Regions from separate parts of the Zea mays genome. Here region 1 is linked to region 2. The links are chromatin contacts, called in public Hi-C maps. All regions are on one chromosome and are shown on one strand. Each heading gives the region's core, a stretch centred on a gene start, on an enhancer-like site or on the middle of the called end of the contact. The rest is flanking DNA. Distances are from core to core; before and after follow the strand shown.

What was found. Hi-C and Micro-C count contacts between places; a contact is called where the count stands out from the background.
Region 1: a Hi-C map of ear shows a contact between it and region 2, with 2.8 times the contacts expected there. The contact joins the promoter of LOC103628870 here to the promoter of LOC103627771 in region 2. A contact is called at or near these places in 3 of 25 Hi-C or Micro-C datasets (ear, leaf and tassel).

The regions. Positions count from the first base shown.
Region 1 is chr5:218,040,143-218,046,010 of Zm-B73-REFERENCE-NAM-5.0, forward strand. LOC103628870 (presequence protease 1, chloroplastic/mitochondrial) reads left to right here and starts at 2,308. Exons shown (of 19, transcript XM_020538705.1): 1 at 2,308-2,916; 2 at 3,307-3,487; 3 at 3,672-3,846; 4 at 3,936-4,068; 5 at 4,159-4,229; 6 at 4,829-4,912; 7 at 5,267-5,357; 8 at 5,495-5,868. The coding sequence starts at 2,625.
Region 2 is chr5:217,483,683-217,489,341 of Zm-B73-REFERENCE-NAM-5.0, forward strand. LOC103627771 (protein CURVATURE THYLAKOID 1D, chloroplastic) reads left to right here and starts at 1,880. Exons shown (of 5, transcript NM_001156482.2): 1 at 1,880-2,129; 2 at 2,200-2,429. The coding sequence starts at 2,000.

The DNA.
Region 1 (5,868 bases), core at 1,058-3,557, 560 kb after region 2:
AACAGTCATCTGCAAAAGGGAACAGTGCGTGGACAGTTCACGCAGAGTCAGAGCAGCGCCAGAAGGCGCACCGAACAATGAACAGTGCCTGTCCGGTGCGGCACCGGACTGTCCGGTGCCCCATGAAGACAGAGCTCCAACGGTCGAAACCGTCAGAACCCTAACGGTTGGGTGACGTGGCTGGCGCACCGGACAGTGTCCGGTGGCGCACCGGACTGTCCGATGAGCCCATTGACAGACAGCCTCCCCAACGGTTGGTTTGGTGGTTGGGGCTATAAATACCCCCCAACCACCAGCACTTCAAGACATCCAAGTTTTCAGACATCTCATTCAATACAAGAGCTAGTGCAATCAATACAAGACACAATTTAAAAGAATCAAAACCTCTCCAAGTCTCAAATCCACTCCAAACAAATAGTGACTAGAGAGAGAGTTTTGCTCGTGTTCTTTGAGCTCTTGTTCTTGGATCGCTTTCTTCTTCCTCCATTCTTGTTCTCAAGACATTTGTAATCAAAGCAAGAGACACCAAGTTGTGGTGGTCCTTGTAGGGGTCTAAGTGACCCATTTGATTGAGAAGAAATATCACTCGGTCTAGGTGACCGTTTGAGAGAGGGAAAGGGTTGAAAGAGACCCGGTCTTTGTGACCACCTCAACGAGGACTAGGTTTGCAAGAACCGAACCTCGGTAAAACAAATCACCGTGTCACTCTCTTCATTTGCTTGTGATTTATTTTCGCCCTCTCTTTCGGGCTCACATTTATTTCTAACGCTAACCCCGGCTTGTAGTTATGTTTAAAGTTGTAAATTTCAGTTTCTGCCTATTCATCCCCTCTCTAGGCGACTTTCAGAATGGTTGCTGTCTTTTGCTTTCTTTACCTCAGAGAATCTCTAACAAGGTAACTCAAAATAATACCTTAAAAATTTAAATACTATATATTTAAATTGTTTAAAACATCTAGAAAAATATACTCCAATAATTAAGTCATAAAACATATATTTTAGGAAGTAAATTATATTATTATAAAGAAAATGATGAGAATTATGTAGAGAATAAGGATATGACACTAGTTTAGGGTTGTCGGTGTTTCGTATCTCGCTCCGACAAGTAAATTTATTGTGCGTTTTCCAGGCTTCGAAGGACATAAGCGAAGGGTGCACAATTTATACTGGTTTGGGCAGAACGTCCCTACATCCAATTATCAACGCCTTGCGCTACTGATACAATTGATGACCAAACTTGTAGTAGGGGTTACAAGCAGTCGATAGAGTGAGGAGAGGCTCCCAGATCTCTTATCGGGGTGAAAGTAAAGCTTAGAAGCTGTAAGGTGGAGTCATATATAAGTCCTCGCTTGGCAGGGGCTCTAGCCTTCTAGTCCTCGTCGACGCTCCTCCTGCTCGTTCTTGTGGGCTCATCACCGTATGCTGATCTCTCCGTCCCTCCTCCTGCCTAGAGGTCAGCCTCTCACTTTTATAGATCGGGGATAGGGGTTGGTCAGCTATGGCTTTCCCGTGAAGGAGCCATAAGGGAACGATAAAATCAGTGTTTTACTCCGGATGAGTCCATGCGTACTCGCAGGTCCTGAGGCTGCCTGGTTGCCACGAATTTATCACAGGGGCGGTGATGGTCTCAGGCGCCATCATTTCGTCTATGTTGACCCTTGGCTTCCGTAGCTTGGGACTCGACACAGTCCGTCGTGTAGTACCTTGCGGGAGGTTTGTGCACTCAGGCCTAGTTCGATAGGCATAAGTGCGGCACAGTACGAGGGGTGCGTGGGCTATTAATACGTCGCAGTCCAGGGGCATGTAGGTCATAAGTGCTATGCGGTCCGAGAGGTACGTAGGTCATGAGTGGAAAGTGGATCGACGCCCACGCCGTGGGGAGGTGTCAGGCGTGGTTAATGTGGTCAGTCATTATGGCGGGTCAATTCAGGGTCGGACGCGGGACCCACTCAAGTGGTTCCCTCCTGACATGCCCGTTCTCTCTTGTCAGGCTCCACCAAACCCGGCCACAGACTCGTTGCCACATGGTTCAATTAGGGCGGGTTCTTCTAGGGCGCACCTATCTCTTCGGACTAATTAACGCGCCCCGCGACTAGGAGCCCTTTCGTTAGCGCGTTCAGTGACCATCAAATATTTATCGTGTTTTAATATAAAAATAAATTAGGAAATGATAGATATTTAAGAATAGAGGTAGGTAGTATTTGGAATTCTATATGAGCCTTGTATTATGTGGAAAAGGGTAGAATTCAAAACACCCAAGACAAACTTGCAAAACTCTGTATGTCCCTCCAATGTCCACGGTGAAGACACGTCTAAACGACGCCAAATTTCGCGAACACTTTGCGTGTACCACAATCCACGCCAACTCACCATCAGCCACACGAAATTCCATTGAACAATCCCAGCCATAAAAAAGAGCTAGACAAAAATCGAAGATTTTTCACCTCTCCTCAGTCCACCTCATCTTGTTTAAGCCCAAGCAAAACCTCGCCATAGTGCGGACGGAGAGCCCAGGAACTGAAAGCCTAATCGCAATCCCACTCGCAGCAACGACCTACGCCGCCCCTAACTCCAATCCAGAACCCCAGAGTCCAGAGGCAGACCGGCAAGCTGGACACCTGCGGCATGGAGCGGGTGGCGCTGCTCCGCACCTCAGGCCGCCGCCTCCTACACCGCTGCCGCAGGGGCAGGCCCGTCGTCGTGCCCGCTGCCGCGGCCTCATCCTTGGCACGCCGGGCGTCCTCGTTCTCACTCCCGGCGCGCGGCTACTCGGCTCTGCCCCGCGGCGGCGCGCGATTCCTGGTCGCTGCGGCGCCGCTGCACTGCTCCGGCCGGTACTGGCCGGCCGCTGCGCCCCAGCTCGCGCGGAGGCTGTCCGCCTCCGCTGTATCTACCTCGCCCTCTCCCGTGCCCTATGGTGAGAACAGAACTGCTTCTGCTTGAACCTATCTGTAGCGGAAATGGTTGTGAAGTGTGCTATTTTACTTGCAATTGCGGAAGCAAATGGACGCAATGTGTTGAATCACTTCGAACTGCATAGCTGGTTTGGAATGAAAATGATGGTTAGTCTATGGTGGGGTTTCCTTTTGTGTACTGTTTTAGGTCTCATGATTGATATTTTTTCGCTCATAAATCACACAATTTCTCTGTGATTTTTGCTCAAAGTGTTGACATGAGGCTGCTGGAGCTGATAATAATATGCTATTTGAAAAGCAACCATCATTCAAACCGCATCCTTTTGCTATTTGAAAAAAATCAAGGTCATATGCTTATCAAATGTGTGACCTCTTTCTTCTGACATAATCAGATACAGATGACGTACATGAGTATGCCACAAAGCTCGGATTTGAAAAGGTCTCTGAACAGACTATAGATGAGTGCAAATCAATTGCTGTTCTTTACAAGCACAAGAAGACGGGTGCTGAAGTAATGTCTGTGTCAAATGATGATGAGAATAAAGTTTTTGGCATTGTTTTCCGTACCCCTCCGTAAGTGCAGTTAATCCTTGTTTCTTTGTTTTGTCTATGGTAAATCAGTATTCCGATCTCCATTAGACGTAGGATTTGCTGTACAAAAAATGAGCTGGGCAGCCCTAGGCACATATAGTGAAAGAATGAATCATTGCATGTAAGCTTATTTTCGTGTTGTAAAGAAGATTTTGTTTATTACCAGGAAAAATTCAACTGGCATACCCCACATCCTTGAACATAGTGTTCTCTGCGGATCAAGAAAATATCCTTTAAAAGAACCGTTTGTGGAGCTCCTAAAGGGTAGTTTGCATACATTCCTGAATGCGTTCACATATCCCGATCGGACATGTTATCCGGTTGCATCAACAAACACTAAGGTAAGACCTAATGGCCACAAATGTGCTTGCATCATTTGTTCAGAAACTCTTTGTTTAACATTATCATTGTATACTTGGTTGCTTTCCAGGATTTCTACAACTTGGTAGATGTATATCTTGATGCCGTCTTTTTCCCTAAATGTGTTGACGACTTCCAAACATTTCAACAAGAAGGTTGGCACTATGAGCTTGACAACCCTGAAGAAGAGATAACATACAAAGGTTTGTTTGCTCAATCTAAATAAATATAGTAAGCAAAATTTACATGTGACATTACTTGTCATTCAAAATGCAATCCTTTAACAATTTTAGGTGTCGTCTTCAATGAGATGAAAGGAGTTTACTCTCAACCTGATAACATAATGGGACGTGTATCCCAACAGGTAAATGGGTGTTCTGTTTCAGATGTTCAATTTCTTGGCATCTTGTTCGATCTCACTAGCCTTTAGGAGAATGTGATGCAATTACATCTCTTATTATCCTTTACATGATATCATCCTGAGATCTCCTTGTCAAAGGGCATAACATGATCAGGCCGTTCTACTACCTTAATCTATTGCTGAGATTGAACTTTGATGGTTTGACCATATAATTAGTTAAATTTTGGTTAATTTATGTACTATAATTGCCAGCTGAGATCAGGTCCAGACCTATAGGTTGGTACATTGCTCTCATTTTTTGCCTGATGAGTTGCTTGACTAAGCATTGCAATGAACCTGGGTCCAGAGATGTTGCATTTCCCCTGTATTCATTCTGCTTTCTTGTTTAAACTGGGTTTATTCTAGGCTTTAGTACAGTAGGTTGCAGTAACTTATTAGTATATTCTTCCTTGTTAGATTCTTCCCAATATGTCTGTTTGTGCTAATATACCTGGGTGCTCCTTTTCTTCTGTTCGTAGGCATTTTTTATGGCCTCTCTTTTCATGATCTTATTTGTCCAGTTGGTACAAGTACAAGGATTAACTTTTCAGAACATTCTGCAGGCACTTTCCCCTGATAACACATATGGTGTTGATAGTGGTGGGGACCCAAATGAAATCCCAAAACTTACTTTTGAAGAATTCAAGGTTTGTTATCAATCTGGATCCAAATTTTGGATTCTCATTTATTGAGGCATACTGAGCCATTTGCTGGTATATACTTTGTACCAGCAATGCAGTGCTTCATGATGTCTTTTACTTTGAGATTTTAGGTATTGCTTGTGCCCTTAACTCTTCTAGAGTTAATTTTAATAGTTGGTGGTTTCCATTGTGATGTATAAAAAATAAGTGCTAGATCACCTGACCAGATTTCATTCTAGCACCACCAAAAACTATCTATATATTTTGGAGTAGCACTAAGCTAATATTGGTTGCTTAGTTAGCTGTTAATTACTTAATTTAGTTTTTCATTCTGTGCTTGTATGTCTTGCTCGTTTGCAGGAGTTCCATAGTAAGTATTATCATCCAAGCAATGCTAGGATCTGGTTCTATGGTGATGATGACCCAAAAGAGCGGCTGCGCATTCTAAGTGGTAAGATGCAAATCTAAAAGCAAATACTGATTGTATTCGCATGGCTGCTGTTTTTTAACCACCTTTTTCATGATCCTCCAAATTTCCTGTTTCTTATCCCTCTTATAATGTCTATCCTTTTCTTTCCCCTTCTCTAGAATACCTTGACCAGTTTGAAGCCAACCCTGCTCCTAATGAATCGAAGGTTTGGCCACAGAGGCTATTCAAGGAACCTGTGAGGGTCATAGAGAAGTACCCTGCTGGTCAAGAAGGTGATTTGACAAAGAAATATATGGTGTGCATCAATTGGCTTTTGTCAGAAGAGCCATTAGATGTAGAAACTGAGCTTGCACTTGGTTTCCTGGATCATCTATTGCTGGGGACTCCAGCTTCACCACTTAGAAGGATTCTTCTTGAAAGTGGTTTAGGAGAAGCTATTGTGGGAGGTGGTGTTGAGGATGAGCTCCTTCAACCACAATTTAGCATAGGCCTGAAAGGTGTATCAGAGGATAATATTGAAAAAGTTGAAGAG
Region 2 (5,659 bases), core at 630-3,129:
TTCTAGGATAGGTGACCAACCGGGAAATTCTTATTGGAAGGAAAATTACAGTTAGCAGAGTTTGTATGACTACGATATTGGTCTAGGAGGTCTTAGGTGAGCTGAACAACATGATGGATGAGCAGTTAAATATTTGGGTGACTAGATGAACGATGAATAGTAGGATGAAGGGTTCGATGAACGATGAATAGTGAGTATGAACGATCCGATGAACGGTGAATAGTCCGTACGAATGACAAACGATGAATAATTCGTATGAACGAACGATAAACGATGAATAGGGATTATGAATGAACGGACGAATGGTCGAACGATTGGACGAATGAACGATCAGAATTTCGGAAGCATGACGACTGAACAATAATTATTTGGTCGAACGAAAAAACCATAATCAATCGGACAAACGATCGAACAAACTAAAAACATTTGGACAAACGATCGAATTAACAAACGAACGATCCTTGTGCTTGTGTGGGAGTGAGTGAACGATCCTTGTGTTTGTGTTGTGCTTGTGTGGGAGTGAGTGGGAGTGAGTTGTCATGAAATGGCTTGGGATGGCATGAGGGAGACCCTTGCCCCTCTATTTATATGCAAGGTGGGGGATTAGGGGAGGAGGCGAGGATTAGTTGGAGGAAGCGAGGATTAGTGGGAGATAAGTATGTATTAGCCGTGGATAAGTAAAATTAGATTGTAGAGCTTATTGTATGACATCGGAGGCATATATATGTATGAGCAAATGGAAAATTATTAAGAAAATATTTGTAAGGATTTTAAAAATGATTCTGATGATATTTTTAGTAGAAAAATATTTGGAGAAATATCAGTGGAATATTATGCAATATTTCTGAAAAGAGTTTGAGGAGATGTCTGGAAAAATATTTGTAGAATATTTTGAGGAGAATTTTGGAGGGAAAATAGATCACTATATTTTCTTTGTTGAGATCAACTCGTAAACAAAAATTTTAAAACAAAATTTAAAATTTATTTTGAATTTAGAGCGAGTTGGAGAAATTTTCTAGATTTGAATTTTCAGAGTGCTACAATAGCCCCTTGGATTCTTCATGTATCAATCTACCTCCATGGTTTTGATAGATTTTTTTATAGAATGTTATGCCATTCTATGGGGCTTAAAAATTCATTAAGTATTTACCTATTTTTTTAAAAAAAAAGGACAAATCCACTTTTTAAATCAATTCAAACCAAGACAAGAAAATAATTCAAGCGTTTTAAGGATTTAGGAGGTCAGTTTGGTGTTTGAAAAGGAAACATCGACTTCGATAATAGTTCAAGTAGCTAGAATGAATGCTAGTTCACAATCTTTGATGACCGAAGACGTTTAAATACGATCTAGGCGTTGTTCAGGAATAGACCAGGAATCAATCCAGCTGATCAAAATTTATATAAATTAGAGAAACAAACTGGCTAGAAATTGTTGCAGGCTTCTATTCCGGAACAATCGAACGGCCTCTAAAGAAAACAAATTCATGGCGTGCAACTGAACAGATGGTCAAACTTTTTTCTGCCTATATGGAGTTATGGTTGCTACAGTGGACAAGCACCGACGAAAGAAAAAATTAAAAAAAAGGAGATTCTTTCCACAGACATGACGGCCCCCCGGGAACAGGAGAGAAGCAAAAGCGAAAGCACGGAAGCACCACGCCACCACCTGTCGTCCAACCACCAATGCACAAGAATCGGCTCGGCCCCAGACAGCAGAGACCCAAACGCACAGCCAGGCAAGGGAGCCGTGAGTCGTCGGAACTCGGACGTCAGTACGTCACACAAACTGCCGAGCCGTTGTGGGGCGAGCAGGAAACGGACTGCAGGAGCAGGACTGCAGGAGCACCAGGAGCCTTGGAGGTGCACTCCACCAGTAGGAGTACTTCCTCAAGTCCTCATCCCCCATTCCTCCTCGCGGCTCATAGAAACCTCAAAACCCAACCAGGACAGCGTCCACAGAAAGAAGAAAGAGCACAGAGAGTGGAGTAGTGGACAGACCATGGAGCTCTGCGTCTCTACACCCCCATCCTCCGTCCGCGCCACCGCCGCGCCCATATCCTTCGCCCCGCCCCGACGTGGCGCGTCTGCCTCCACCGCCGTTCCGCCCCACCGCCGCATCCCAACTCGAGGTACGGCATACCCAGCCCTCACTCTGTACCTCACGCGCTGTCTCGCTTGCTCTGACAGTTTCCGTTTCAGTCTGGCGCTGCGCCAGCGCGGCCGTGCCTGGCCCGGTGCCCTCCGAAGAGCCGGCATCCGCCTCCTACGCCGTCGTCGTCACGGACAAGCCCGATACGCCTGCCGACGACAAGGCCGAGGAGGTTAGCGCCGCGCCTAGTGGCTCCGCGGAGGCGCCTATGGCAGAGCTGGTGCCGTCAGAGGCGTCATCATCCCCAGATGATGGCGGCCTGGATGAGATTCTAAGCAAGGTATCGCCGCCGTGCTGCGGACACGTTACCTGCTTTGCTGTTCAGGGTCCCAGGTCCCAGCGGCTTTATTTTGCCTTTCGATTCCGATGCGGTGCCACCTTTGAATGCTACAGTGATTAAATCCCTTACTATGCAGTTTTGAATGCTGAATAGATTAAATCTCTTCCTATTCAAAATTATATAGGAAGGAATTTAATCCCCTCAATTCCCTCCGATCTAGATACAACCGAACATAAGCGCTTGTTCGTTTTGTGGTGGTTTCAATGGGATTTGAGGGGATTTAATCCCTCCCATTCAAAAATTTGTATAGGAGGAAATTTAATTTCCTCAATTCACCCCTAACCAAACGAGCCTTATGTAGAATTAAACCGAACTGGGATGCTTTTTTTCCTATCCTATATCTTAAATGAGTCCTACAGAAAACCAATAAGCTCAATTTGACAATATAACTACATCTGGGCAAAACAGAAACTGCTGTCCTTGGCTCATTGCTATAATAGACTAATATAGTGAGAGTGCAGTAACTTTTTTCTGTTAGGCAGTCCATACAAAATAAAGAGGATCACCTATGAAAATATAACATCCACGAATGCTGTTTTGATTGGCCCAGTTAATTGCATTATCACCTACATCGTTGTCAGGGCTGTATCGGATAATTTTGAGGCTTATGGTGCGTGAAACAGAAATTTGGGCCCAATTAGGGCATGTTCGTTTTAATCTCCATCTATGTGGATCGGAGGAGATTGAGTGGATTTAAATCTGTTGCAAGTCAAAATTCATCTCAATCCCCTCCAATTCCATATGAATGGGAATAACCGAACAACGTTTTACAGGTTGAGAAAAAAATGGATCCTATTCTCTTATCATTATGCCTTGCCAAAAACAAATATTGGGACTCTCGCAAGATTGACTACCATGATACACTAGTGTTTACCTAAAATGTGCTATCCTTCTGCAATGAGATGTGAGTTAATTTAAAAAAACTCATTAGTTATGGTGATTGTTGATTGAAAGATTAAAGTGAGTGAGAGAGATGCCTCCTTGTGACTCTATGGTGGGTATCAATTGGAGGTAGGGATAATGCATGAGCCTTAGGAGTTGATTGGCCGGGGCACGGAAATTTTATTGCTAATTTATTTGTTATCCATCTAATTTGTTGATTAGTACTAATACAACGTATAGTAGTTGGAAAAATTGGGGTCCTGGGATTTTGGAGGGCCCAAGTAAATGCACACCATGTACATGATTGCAGTACGAGACTGTTTCGTGATGCATATAGTACATCTCACTATCATGTATTGTTTTTGTCGGTGTTTTGACTCGAGGATCCTACCGTCTAGTGAATTAGTGTTACGTGCTCTGGTCCAGATGGGTGATGCAAGGAGACACAAGTCTTTATCCTGGTTCTGACAAGAGAAGACCTTACTTTCAGCAGAGGAGAGATGAGACTTATATTACTTGCTCCTAAGTGCTTGCAGTAGGAAATACAAGCTTATCGGGAGAGGGAAAGGATCCCAAGTCCATGGGGTTGATTGAGGCAAGTACCAATATTCGCGTGGAGGTGGAAAGCATGAAGTCTTCCTCCTCCGCCTGAAGCCCTAGGCTCCTCTATTTATAGCTCAAGGAGGGTGACCAGGAGCGTCCGAGTCCCTGTAGCCAGCATGGCCATTGTCATGGTCCTCGTACTTGCTGTTGACTTGAGCCGGGAAGGGGATGTCTAGTTCCTGTATTTGCATCTTTGACCGAGCAGAGAGCCGAGGCCAAGGTCTGGGCCTCTGGGGCTCGGACATGTACCCGAACTTGTCCGATGGAGGAGCTGTCTGAGTCGTAGTGGTTGGAGCAGTGGTAAGTATGGTAAAAAGCTTTTAGCAATAACGTAGAGTATCCGACGTCAGCTCTTCAGCTTCTGGTGACGTCGGGCGTCGTTTTGTCGATATTATCAAGGCCGAAGCCATGCTTGGACGAGGTGGAAGTCTTCTCGAGGCCATGGCTGGAACAGTTGAAGGAGTGGCCTTCTGCGGGATTCGCGGGGGACAGTTGGCCGAGGCCGAGCTCGAGCGAGACGGAGTTTGCTCCGAGGCCGGGGCCGGCTTCGGGTGAGGCGTAGTTTCCTTCCGAGGTCCAGACCATGCTTTGCCGTACGCGCTTCCCATCCGAAGTTGTTTGAATTCTGCAGACGTCGTGGGGGAGCAGTAGTCGTTATTCCCGGGCATGCGTCATCGTAGTTGGTGAAAGTGGACGGCACCGCGGTCCTGTCGCTCCTATTTGACTGCGGTGTCACATGGGGTAGGTATCCGCATTGAATGCCCATGTCTCCGCGGTTCCCGCGACCTTTGACCGAGGTCGGGCTCGGGGTTGTCCTTCTGCCCGAGACAGGCTCGGGCGAGGCAGAAACAGCTGTTCCGCGGAGAGGGTACCTCGGACGGGACGAGGATTTTCTTGAGTGCTACCCTCGCCCGAGGGCAGGTTCGGACTAGGCAGAGTATTGAGCGACCGCCGAGTTGGGTCCCGGGCGAATCGTGGCTCATGCCTTCTTGACCTCGGGGAATGTGTCCCACGGTAGCTTAGGGGTTAAGCGTGTTTAGGGGTGTAATCCAGGTACCCCTAATTACGATACTCGACAGTTTTATATCACCATGACACCATCTTACCTGTAGAGCTTGTGAATCAATAAGCTGAGTGATTAGGGGTGAAAACGGGTCGGGTATACCCGTCGGGTACCGGATACGGGTAGTACAAATACCCGTTTTTTCGGATACGGATTCACGTATTTTTATATTCGTGACGTATACGGGTAATACCCGGACACTGTAGCTTCGGATTCGGGTCGGATACGAAACGAGGACTACCCGGTAAATACCCTGATATTCGGGTCGGATACGGGTACCCCGGAATTCGGGTACCCGTTTTTTCTTTTTCTGCATAATAATATAGTTATAAAATCATAACTTTTACATATGAAATTGGATGAAGATAAAGTTTATATGAAAATTGTAGAGCTCGAAGAGATCTATAACTTTGTAGTACATCAATTTTTATTTAAACATATATTTAGGCCAAAATCATTAAAATTATCTCCAAATTTATATCAAATTAATATACTGGGCTTAAGGTTATCTCCACGTGGTAACTTAAGGTTATCTTTGTATAGACTACTTATTAGTATTGGTAACTTATTTGCAATTTTCAGTCGACGTTATGTTATTTGATGGATTTAATTGTATTTTGAT